Regions from separate parts of the Zea mays genome. Here regions 1 and 3 are each linked to region 2. Evidence: chromatin contacts called from public Hi-C data. All regions are on one chromosome and are shown on one strand. The core of a region is the stretch at or near the end of the contact, and the rest is flanking DNA. Distances in the headings are between cores, read along the strand shown.

Region 1 (2,774 bases), core at 194-2,693, 170 kb after region 2:
GCACCCTCTCTCGCGGACTCGATTATATTTCTAACACTAACCCGGATTGTAGTTGTGATTAACTTTGTAAATTTCAGTTTCGCCCTATTCACCCCTCTCTAGGCGACTTTCAGTGTTGTTGCTCCATGCGCCTAGGGGTCTCTTTTATAGCCCCAAGACAGATAGGAGCCGTTGGAGATCAACTTGGAAGGAAAATCTTGCCTTCTGTCGAGTGGTGCACCGGACAGTCGGGTGCACCACCGAACAACTATAGTACATGTCCGGTGCTCGATTTCTTTCCATATTGGGCGCTGCCGACCGTTGGTCCTACGGGCCAGTTGGCGCACCGGACACTGTCCGGTGCACACCGAACAGTCCGGTGTGCCCAACCGACCGTTGGCACGGGCCACGCGTCGCCCGCTGATTGCGCAGTCGACCGTTGGCCGCGAGCGCTGTTGGCTCACCGGACAGTCCGGTGATTTTTAGCCGCAGCGTCTTTTTTCCCGAGAGTGGCCAGTTCGCCGCTGGGCCAGCTTGGGCACCGGACACTGTCCGATGTACCACCGGACAGTCCGATGCGCCACAGGCTGGTGCTGGTTTGGCTGAACCGAGCCATTCTTTCTCCATCTCTTTTCCTCTTTCCTTGGCTATGTCTCTGGCACTTAGATGAACATGTTAGCACCTTAAAACAATTTACTAAGTCTAGAAACATACCTTGTTTCATGATTTGCATCTTGGCACTTATAAACTTAAAACAATGTATTGGGCATCTAATCACCAAAACAATTATAGAAATGGCTCAAAGGCACATTTCCCTTTCAGCGAGTAGCAAAGCGACGAGGATGATTGGAGGAGGGAGGGACCGAGCTGAGGCGTCCAGTGGCTAGGGCGGTAGCTACAGGAACAAGAGTCTGGCCGACTGAGGGAGCCGAGAGCCTGGGAGCGTGGCGTGGGAGACGTACTAGGGTTGTTGTTGCTTGTTTTTTGGTGGACTATTTTAGTGGGCTAGTGGCTGGGCCTCCGAGTCCGTGGCTTATGTGACCGTGTGACTATTCGGGGCGGGTTAGCGGGTTTCGGGGATGGAAAATGGGTAACCATACCTAACCTCGTCATACCCGACAGATTCTAGACTTGACCCGGATCCTGAGGCTGCCACCACATTAAGTCATTCCCTTCACGCCACGTCGCCCTATATATTGCCCTATGCCCCGCAAATGCCACACCACATCGCCCGTATGGACCCTCACCGCCACGTTGGGTCAAACTCCACCGGACGATCACCCCTTACTTTCAGGGGTGTTTGGTTTCTAGATATTAATTTTTAGTCAATATATTTTTATTCTATTTTAGTCTTTAAATTTACGAAACTAAAACTTTATTTTAATTTCTGTATTTAGCAAATTAGCAATTAAAATAGAATAAAATATAAGAACTATAAATCAGTCACTAGAACCAATCACCGCTCAAGCTCACGGCCTCACCTCACCCACCCGCCCGCCTCGCCTCCATCCACAGCGCCACAGCGGCCACGCCATCTCCGTCTCTCTGCTCACCTCCACTTCTTCCGTTCTTCTTCACCGTCTCCGTCCTTGACACGGGCGCACCCGTCCCCCTCCGACTTCCCCGTGGCCTCGTCCCGATCCGTAGTCAACTCGACCTTGTTCAAGAGGGTGAGCCCGAACCACGGCGCGCGGGAGGGCTCTTTTTATTTTGACCCACCGGAGGACAGCCGCCCCATGGGCTGGTCGCCTGAGCGCGCTATGTATCAGCTCATCGACCGGCGGAAAGGTACTGGTTCCATGTCTCCTTGCTTCTCTAGATCTGGTGAATTCCGCGTAGATCTGGTCCGGATGGTACACTGTGTCGGTTAGTTGGTTATTCACTAGTATCCCGTCGCCTGCCTGCTTTGAAAAAAGCCCTTCTTTTCTCGCCGCTTTAGGTTCGGGTGAACGTCGTGAGCGCGCACCGCATACGAGAGCAATTAAGCAAAGCAGCTGCACTCTTTGCTCAGATTTTTATTGCTATCTTTGCTATGCTCGAGTGTAATTATTAGTATGCTTAAGCCTGTTGTTGCAAGCAATTGATGGGTTTGAGGCCTTGTGAGGGCGCTGGTTTGAGAACTAGGGCAGCATCTCAAACTTATCCTTTGCTGGCTTTGCTGATAACATCAACAATTCGTTTTTTGTTGCATATTGTCTGCTTTGTTTGCTGTTTATGTATATTCAATGATATTTCGTTAGGCCTCGTTCGTTTTCAGCGGATCAGCCTATTCCATACCTTGTTCCGGGTGGAACGAATGAACCTGGTTTGGAATTTGGTATAACTCATTGAAATTGTTCGTTTCGGCCCGAATTGGAATCGAAACTGGCCCGGATTAAAATTTCCCTTCACCCCACGGCCCGGAACCAACCCTTGTGTCGTACCCACCGGATCGAAGCCTAGACACGACGCGACCGGCGCGACGGCGGCTCGACGCGACCGGCACGGCGGCGGCGCACAGCCCCGACGACGACCCTCCCCGCTGCCTTCTCCCCGGTGAGGATTTTCTCTCTTCCTTCCCTCTCCTATCCTCTGCTCTCGCTGCCCCAAACTCACGCCCTCGATCTCGCTCCTCTCCGCTCTCGCACCGCGACGCTGCGACTCCGCTCCCGTCCTCGTGCTCACTGCTACGGAGTCGGATCCAGTTGGGGTCATCACAGGCCGCCGGGCCCTCCGTCGCGGTTACAGGAGGGTGATGGGAAGGGCTCGTGCTTCCACATCCTCTGCTCCATCCGACACCGACGGCGGCAGGTCAG
Region 2 (3,062 bases), core at 511-3,010:
TAGAATGGAATAACTAAACTATGGTGCCGATGATGTGAGCAGCGGACACGCGTTGCTGGGCACAAATTGGTTTTTTTCCTAAACATATCTATAAACAATATCTATACATATTTATCTATATGTCTTAATATTAAAAGGAGAAAAAACATCTACTTCCCTTTTTCCTTTGCCAGCCCTTCTACCGCATTTTACTCTCGTCTGTTTGCATCTCACTCTTTATCGTCTACGTGTTTTCAATCCAAATCCAATACGAGACCATATTTCTAACAGAGCCAACAACTAATTTACAATCAGACATTATATGCAAGCGTGAGATGCAAAGTTCTTGATCCATTAGAACATGATCCATATATTTATTATTAAAAATATCTTATTTGTTAGATCATGATCCATATATTTATGATCCGTTAGGTGTCGGGCCATGGCCTAGAAGTCCTGGGGTCCAAAGCCTCTTTCTCCACTAAGCTTTTCACATATTTATTATTAAAAATATCTTATTTGTATTATATATCCATATATTTATCATCGGGATATTTTTCTTTAATATTAAAATGACTCCTACTAGGCCATGGCCCGACACCTAGCCCATCTACTAGAATAAACCCATATCTTTTATGGTCCCTTTTCCCTCATTTTTTTAGCACCCTCCCTCTCCCTGACCCCGCCTATAGATGGCCAAACGGGCCGGCACGGCCCGACCCGGCACGGCCCGTCGCTGGCACGACCCGACGCTGGCACGGCCCGCCAGGCCTGGCTACGAATCGTGCCGTGCCTAGATGGGCCGGCGTGCCGCTGCCGCGGCCTAGGCACGGCCCGTGAGCCTGTTAGTCGTGCCGGGCCGGCCCGGTGGCACTATGGCCCATCTGAGTATATTGTAGAATTTAGCAAAAAATATGTAGTTGTGGGGGCCTAGTGCATAAGAGCTTAAACGCATCCATCTAACCAGTGCAGCTGCAGTTTTATTGTGTTATATGTTGATTTCTTATACTTAATATATGTAAACTATTATTTTTAAAATAAAAAATGTAACCGTGTCGTGCCCGTGCCAGCACTACGGGTCGAGATAGTGGCCCAGGCACGGCACTATACTAATTGAACCGGGTCGTGCCTGGACCGTGCTTTTTCGTGCCGTGTCTGGGCTGGCCCATCGTGTTAGTGCTAAATGGCCATCTATAACCCCGCCGCTACTCGCCTCCAAATCGGATGCCGCCGGCGCCAACCTCCGCAGACGGCTAGTCACATCCTCTGATCCTATCGCCCTGGTCCTCCCTCCTGTGCGACGCGGCCGTTGCCTCCTACTCACCTCCTCACCCAGCTCCCTCCACCCCTCCGAGATCCGTCCTAAATCCGGGAGGCACGCGTGGGCTATTGGGGCCACGTTGTGGCGGTCGGCCGACGGTGTTGTAGAGCAGCAGGGAGCGCGTTGCGGCGGCCAGTGCCTAGCTCAGCTGTGCAGGAAGGCGCGTGTAATCGACATCAGAGAGGACAGAGGAGAAGGTACCTAGCTAGTTTGTAAATCCTATTCTAGTCTACTCTATTTACGTGTAAAACTTTGCTTATTAGAGTTTACTACAAACTTCGGAAAAATATGAATACCACGTTATTGAAGTTATGGCATATCGATGCATGTATTTCTTTTCCATTGGTCTTGTGGGTTGGAATTGGAACCCCGGCCATCCCATTGCAGGTCTGAATTTCGGGGAACAAGCTTCAAAATATACGACAGGCAACGCCCCCTACGACGGCGCAAAGGCGTCGTCAAGCACCCGGTCCGTTCCGTGTTTCGGAAGCCGCCGGCGAGTCAGCCCCAAAGCAAGTCTGTGCTGTCCGTAGTCTCCACAGATAAACAATAATCTGCGGACAGCAAATGTATCCATGATCCTTATAAAAATTATATACTTAGCGCGAGCAATAGATAGCACTGGCTGGTGGAGTAGCCATGCTGAATTCGACACTGGAGCGTGACAAGCTGTTCGGCTGCAAAGATCCATGTGCTGCTCGAGCAGGCTCAGCCTGTGGCTCATGCGTTGCAGCCTCGTCGTGCCAGACTCATCTGCAGCGAGCGAGATCAGTCAGTCAGTAAGTATGCTCTATACTGAACATTTTAGTCATTAGGCCAAGGAGTGAATAAGGCAGAGCAGTTCCAGTTTATAAAGCCTACCGACGTCAGCAGTGACGGCCGCGCCGGTGTTGGTGGGTTCCTGCGACTTGGATGGTGAGGCGCCGCCTCTCCTCCTCGGATCCACTTCCACGGATGATCTGGTCCTGCACGTCAATACAGACGATATGTTTCCCCCAAATCTAAGGCGTCGCCAGCCCTGGCAAAGCGCTTGCCGCTGCTCCCCTCTTCCGTTTCCAGCGCCGCCGCCCTCCTTCCGGTTCCTGTTCTCCAGCACCGCCGTTGAACCTCCTCCCCTCTCCCTCGTGCTTCCCTCTCTCATCCTCTCTGCCGCTTCCCCGCTCTCCCCAAACTACTCTGTGCCCCGTCAGATCGACCTGGACTTTGGCGGCAGCTACTTCTAGAACGCGGCGGCACGGCAGCAAGCCAGCAAGGAGAACGCGGCGGCACGGGCGTGCTGCTACTTCTGCTTCCTCTCCGACGCTTGCTGGTGAGAGAAACCTCCCAATCTCTCTTGCTCGCTCTTTCTCTCTCACTCCCGCCGTTCCCCCATCGATCTCCAACTTCCTCCCGCTCCCGGTCCGTATAGCGCCCGCCACAAGCGATTCGACGTGATTCTGACGCCAAAGCAACGTTTTTTGTCCAACTTCCTCCCGCTCCCGGTCCGTATAGCGCCCGCCACAAGCGATTTGACTTGATTCTGACGCCAAAGCAACGTTTTTTGTACGTCTCATTCGCAAGGCAGTCAGGTAGACGCCATACACATCTAAACAGAGTGAATGCGTTTTACTTTTTCTAATGATTGAACTCATGCCCACCAATTTTGTCCAGCCCTAAGATTACCAATATGCCAAATTTATTGTTTTTTGAACAAAACTACAGTAGGAGATCACTTCGTAGTTCGTTGCCCCATGGTATGTAGTGAGTTTATGTAACTATGAAA
Region 3 (2,886 bases), core at 74-2,573, 220 kb after region 2:
CACCGAAACTGTGTTCCAAAATCCAATAGAGTAGCTCTAAAAAAAATTAGTTTCTGGAGTACCTCTGTAGGCGCTCTAAAAAAACCCTGAGGTAGTGTTTGGTTCTAGAGTATAATAGGACTGAGTCACTCTATTTCTAATTTATTATTGTTTAGATTGATTTAATGTAGGATAAAATGACTCAAAAGGAAAATTACGTTTAAATGCTGAATCATTTGGTTCTCTAAAATCATTTGGACGGAGTGATCTGTCACTGTTTCATCTTAATTGAACCAAAACACTACCTTAGTTTGTGAATATTGCCAGCGCACTCGAGTGATCATATGTGCGGGAGTAGAGCTAGGTTCTGACTAAAGGGGAAGAGATGTTTTGGCAAATAACAACGATAACCACACATGATAAAATACACCCGTGCACATATGTGTATATTAAGTTGGCAATAGCATAGATAATAACTAAATCAATGCTTGTTTTCTCATAGAAAAGAAAGCTAAAAATCTAAAATTATCTAAAAATTATAGAGAAAAGGGAGAAATAAATTCATTAGTTCTAAGTCTTTAATCTACATCTGGCTAATCTAATTTACGGACAAAATCCTGTAATAACAAGGAAAAGAGGTAAGATAAAGAGAAGTAATCTTAAAGCATATTGATGACACTAGAGATTAATAGGTAGAAAATAATAATTAAAAAGACACTAATTAACATCATAGCTAGCTAATTATGCGTCCATTATGTGGACTAACTAGAATATTGTGTAGAAAAAAACCCCACAACAATAACATCAGGAACAAAAAAGAGGGAATGACAAGTATGTTTTGATTCGGGAAAAATTCAATTTAAATGTATTCCAATCATTAATTTCCCTTACTATATATTTTCATTTGCTAAAAAATCAATATTGCATTTTTATAACAATTAGTATTGTCTTTTTTTTTAACAATTAATATTACCTTAAAGGCACTTTCGGGACAAACCTACCGTTTCATGTGCTATCTAAACTTATATATAATTAAATAATGGTTGGTCAAAATTTGTAAATTTTGGTTTTACCTGTACAAATATGACGATGCTGAAGACAACATGAAGTCTGAGGGTCTATTTTGAACGTGGTAATTTTTTCTATCAAATTGTACTGATTTTATGTATAATTTCTGTAAAATCCAAATAAGCAGAGCCCGAAGTTTGATTTGCTTCCGACAGGGTTACAATCACCAACTCAAAATTATTTTTGAAAGCACAAATATTCAAATTCATACAAAAACATGTAGACAGGTAATCAGAAAAATCTAGTTGAAATATCTTCCTTATCGTCTCCAGTGATCCAGTCTCCACGGGAAGCGGGACTGAGCTCCCCTCCACTCTCACCCCTCCGCCCCACAGCCTCCACCTCCGTTCTCCATGCGCGCCTAGTTCCCTTCCCTCCACCCATCACCCCGAGGACCCAAAGCTCATGTCTTCGATGACAGTCACCTCCTCACCATTACCCTTCCTCTCCTCTTCGTCCTCGTTAACGTGCCATCTCCGCCGAGCGGGCACCGCCACCGCTACGGCAGCGTCATCTGCTTCTGAAGACTTCGACTACCCTCTCGCCGACCCCTCTCTTCGATGGCCCCACCTTCGCTTCCCGTACCTCCCCGCGCCGCGCTTCCCAGCCACCGTCGCCGCGGCACCTCCGGTCCCCGCCAGACCACCACAGGAAGTGGAGGACCCCGTGGCGACTTCCGGCTCGGCATCTTCACTCGTGGAGCCGCTGGACGCGCGTGCTCATCGCGGGAGGGTGAAAAAGCTGAGTAAGCTCGCGCTGCGGCGGGCGCAGGACTGGCGCGCGCGCGTGGCCGGGCTCGCGGACGCCGTCCTCGAGCTGCCTCCCGGGGCGCCTGTCGACGACGTGCTCGACGGCGCTCGGGCATCGCCGGACGAGGTCGCCTTCGTCGTGCGCGCCGTCGGGGAGAGCTCGTGGCGGCGCGCGTTGGATGCTTTCGAGTGGCTCGCCCGGAGCAGCGCCCCGGCTTCACGCGCCGTCGCCGTCGTCCTCGGCGTCCTCGGTCGCGCGCGCCAGGATTCGATCGCAGAGGAGGTCTTCCTCCGATTCGCCGGAGAGGGCGCCACTGTTCAGGTGTTCAACGCCATGATGGGCGTTTATGCGCGCTCTGGCCGATTCGATGACGCACGGCAGCTGCTTGACACAATGCACGACCGGGGGATCGATCCTGACCTCGTCAGCTTCAATACTCTAATCAATGCCAGGTCCAAGTCTGGGTGTTTGGCTGCTGGCGTCGCCCTTGACCTGCTATTTGAAGTTCGACAATCTGGGCTAAGGCCAGATGTTATCACTTACAACACGCTCATCAGTGCTTGCTCACAGAGTTCTAATCTCGAAGATGCTGTGACAGTGTTTGAGGACATGATAGCTTCGGAGTGCCGGCCGGATTTGTGGACATACAATGCAATGGTGTCGGTGCATGGCCGGTGTGGGAAGGCTGAGGAGGCTGAGCGGCTGTTTAGGGAGCTGGTGGAGAAGGGTTTTATGCCTGATGCGATCACTTACAATTCTCTTCTCTATGCTTTTGCAAAGGAAGGGAATGTTGACAAGGTGGAGCACACATGTGAGCAATTGGTTAAGGCTGGGTTCAAGAAAAATGAAATAACATACAACACCATGATTCACATGTATGGGAAGATGGGCAGGCTTGACTTAGCAGTGGGTCTGTATGATGAGATGAGGGCTATGGGCTGTACTCCAGATGCTGTGACGTATACGGTCATGATTGATTCTTTGGGGAAGATGAATAGGATTGCTGAGGCAGGGAAGGTGCTGGAGGACATGACAGATGCGGGATTGAAGCCAACTTTAATAGCTTTTAGTGCTTTGATTTGTGCATAT

The links. Hi-C and Micro-C count contacts between places; a contact is called where the count stands out from the background.
Region 1: a Hi-C map of tassel shows a contact between it and region 2, with 4 times the contacts expected there. The contact joins the promoter of LOC103625985 here to the promoter of LOC100192815 in region 2. A contact is called at or near these places in 7 of 25 Hi-C or Micro-C datasets (bundle sheath, ear, leaf and 1 more).
Region 3: a Hi-C map of tassel shows a contact between it and region 2, with 6 times the contacts expected there. The contact joins the promoter of LOC100277783 here to the promoter of LOC100192815 in region 2. A contact is called at or near these places in 12 of 25 Hi-C or Micro-C datasets (bundle sheath, ear, leaf and 5 more) and 2 of 3 datasets of contacts at active chromatin or transcription factors (leaf and seedling).

The regions. Positions count from the first base shown.
Region 1 is chr9:12,228,752-12,231,525 of Zm-B73-REFERENCE-NAM-5.0, reverse strand. LOC103625985 (polyadenylate-binding protein-interacting protein 7) reads left to right here and starts at 1,443. Exons shown (of 7, transcript XM_020544203.3): 1 at 1,443-1,767.
Region 2 is chr9:12,395,705-12,398,766 of Zm-B73-REFERENCE-NAM-5.0, reverse strand. LOC100192815 (phosphopantothenoylcysteine decarboxylase) reads left to right here and starts at 1,760. Exons shown (of 3, transcript NM_001138007.1): 1 at 1,760-2,079. It overlaps LOC118473270 (a long non-coding RNA gene), which reads right to left and starts at 421. Exons shown (of 3, transcript XR_004852549.1): 1 at 1-421.
Region 3 is chr9:12,172,019-12,174,904 of Zm-B73-REFERENCE-NAM-5.0, reverse strand. LOC100277783 (pentatricopeptide repeat-containing protein At3g18110, chloroplastic) reads left to right here and starts at 1,323. Exons shown (of 6, transcript XM_008660940.3): 1 at 1,323-2,886. The coding sequence starts at 1,453.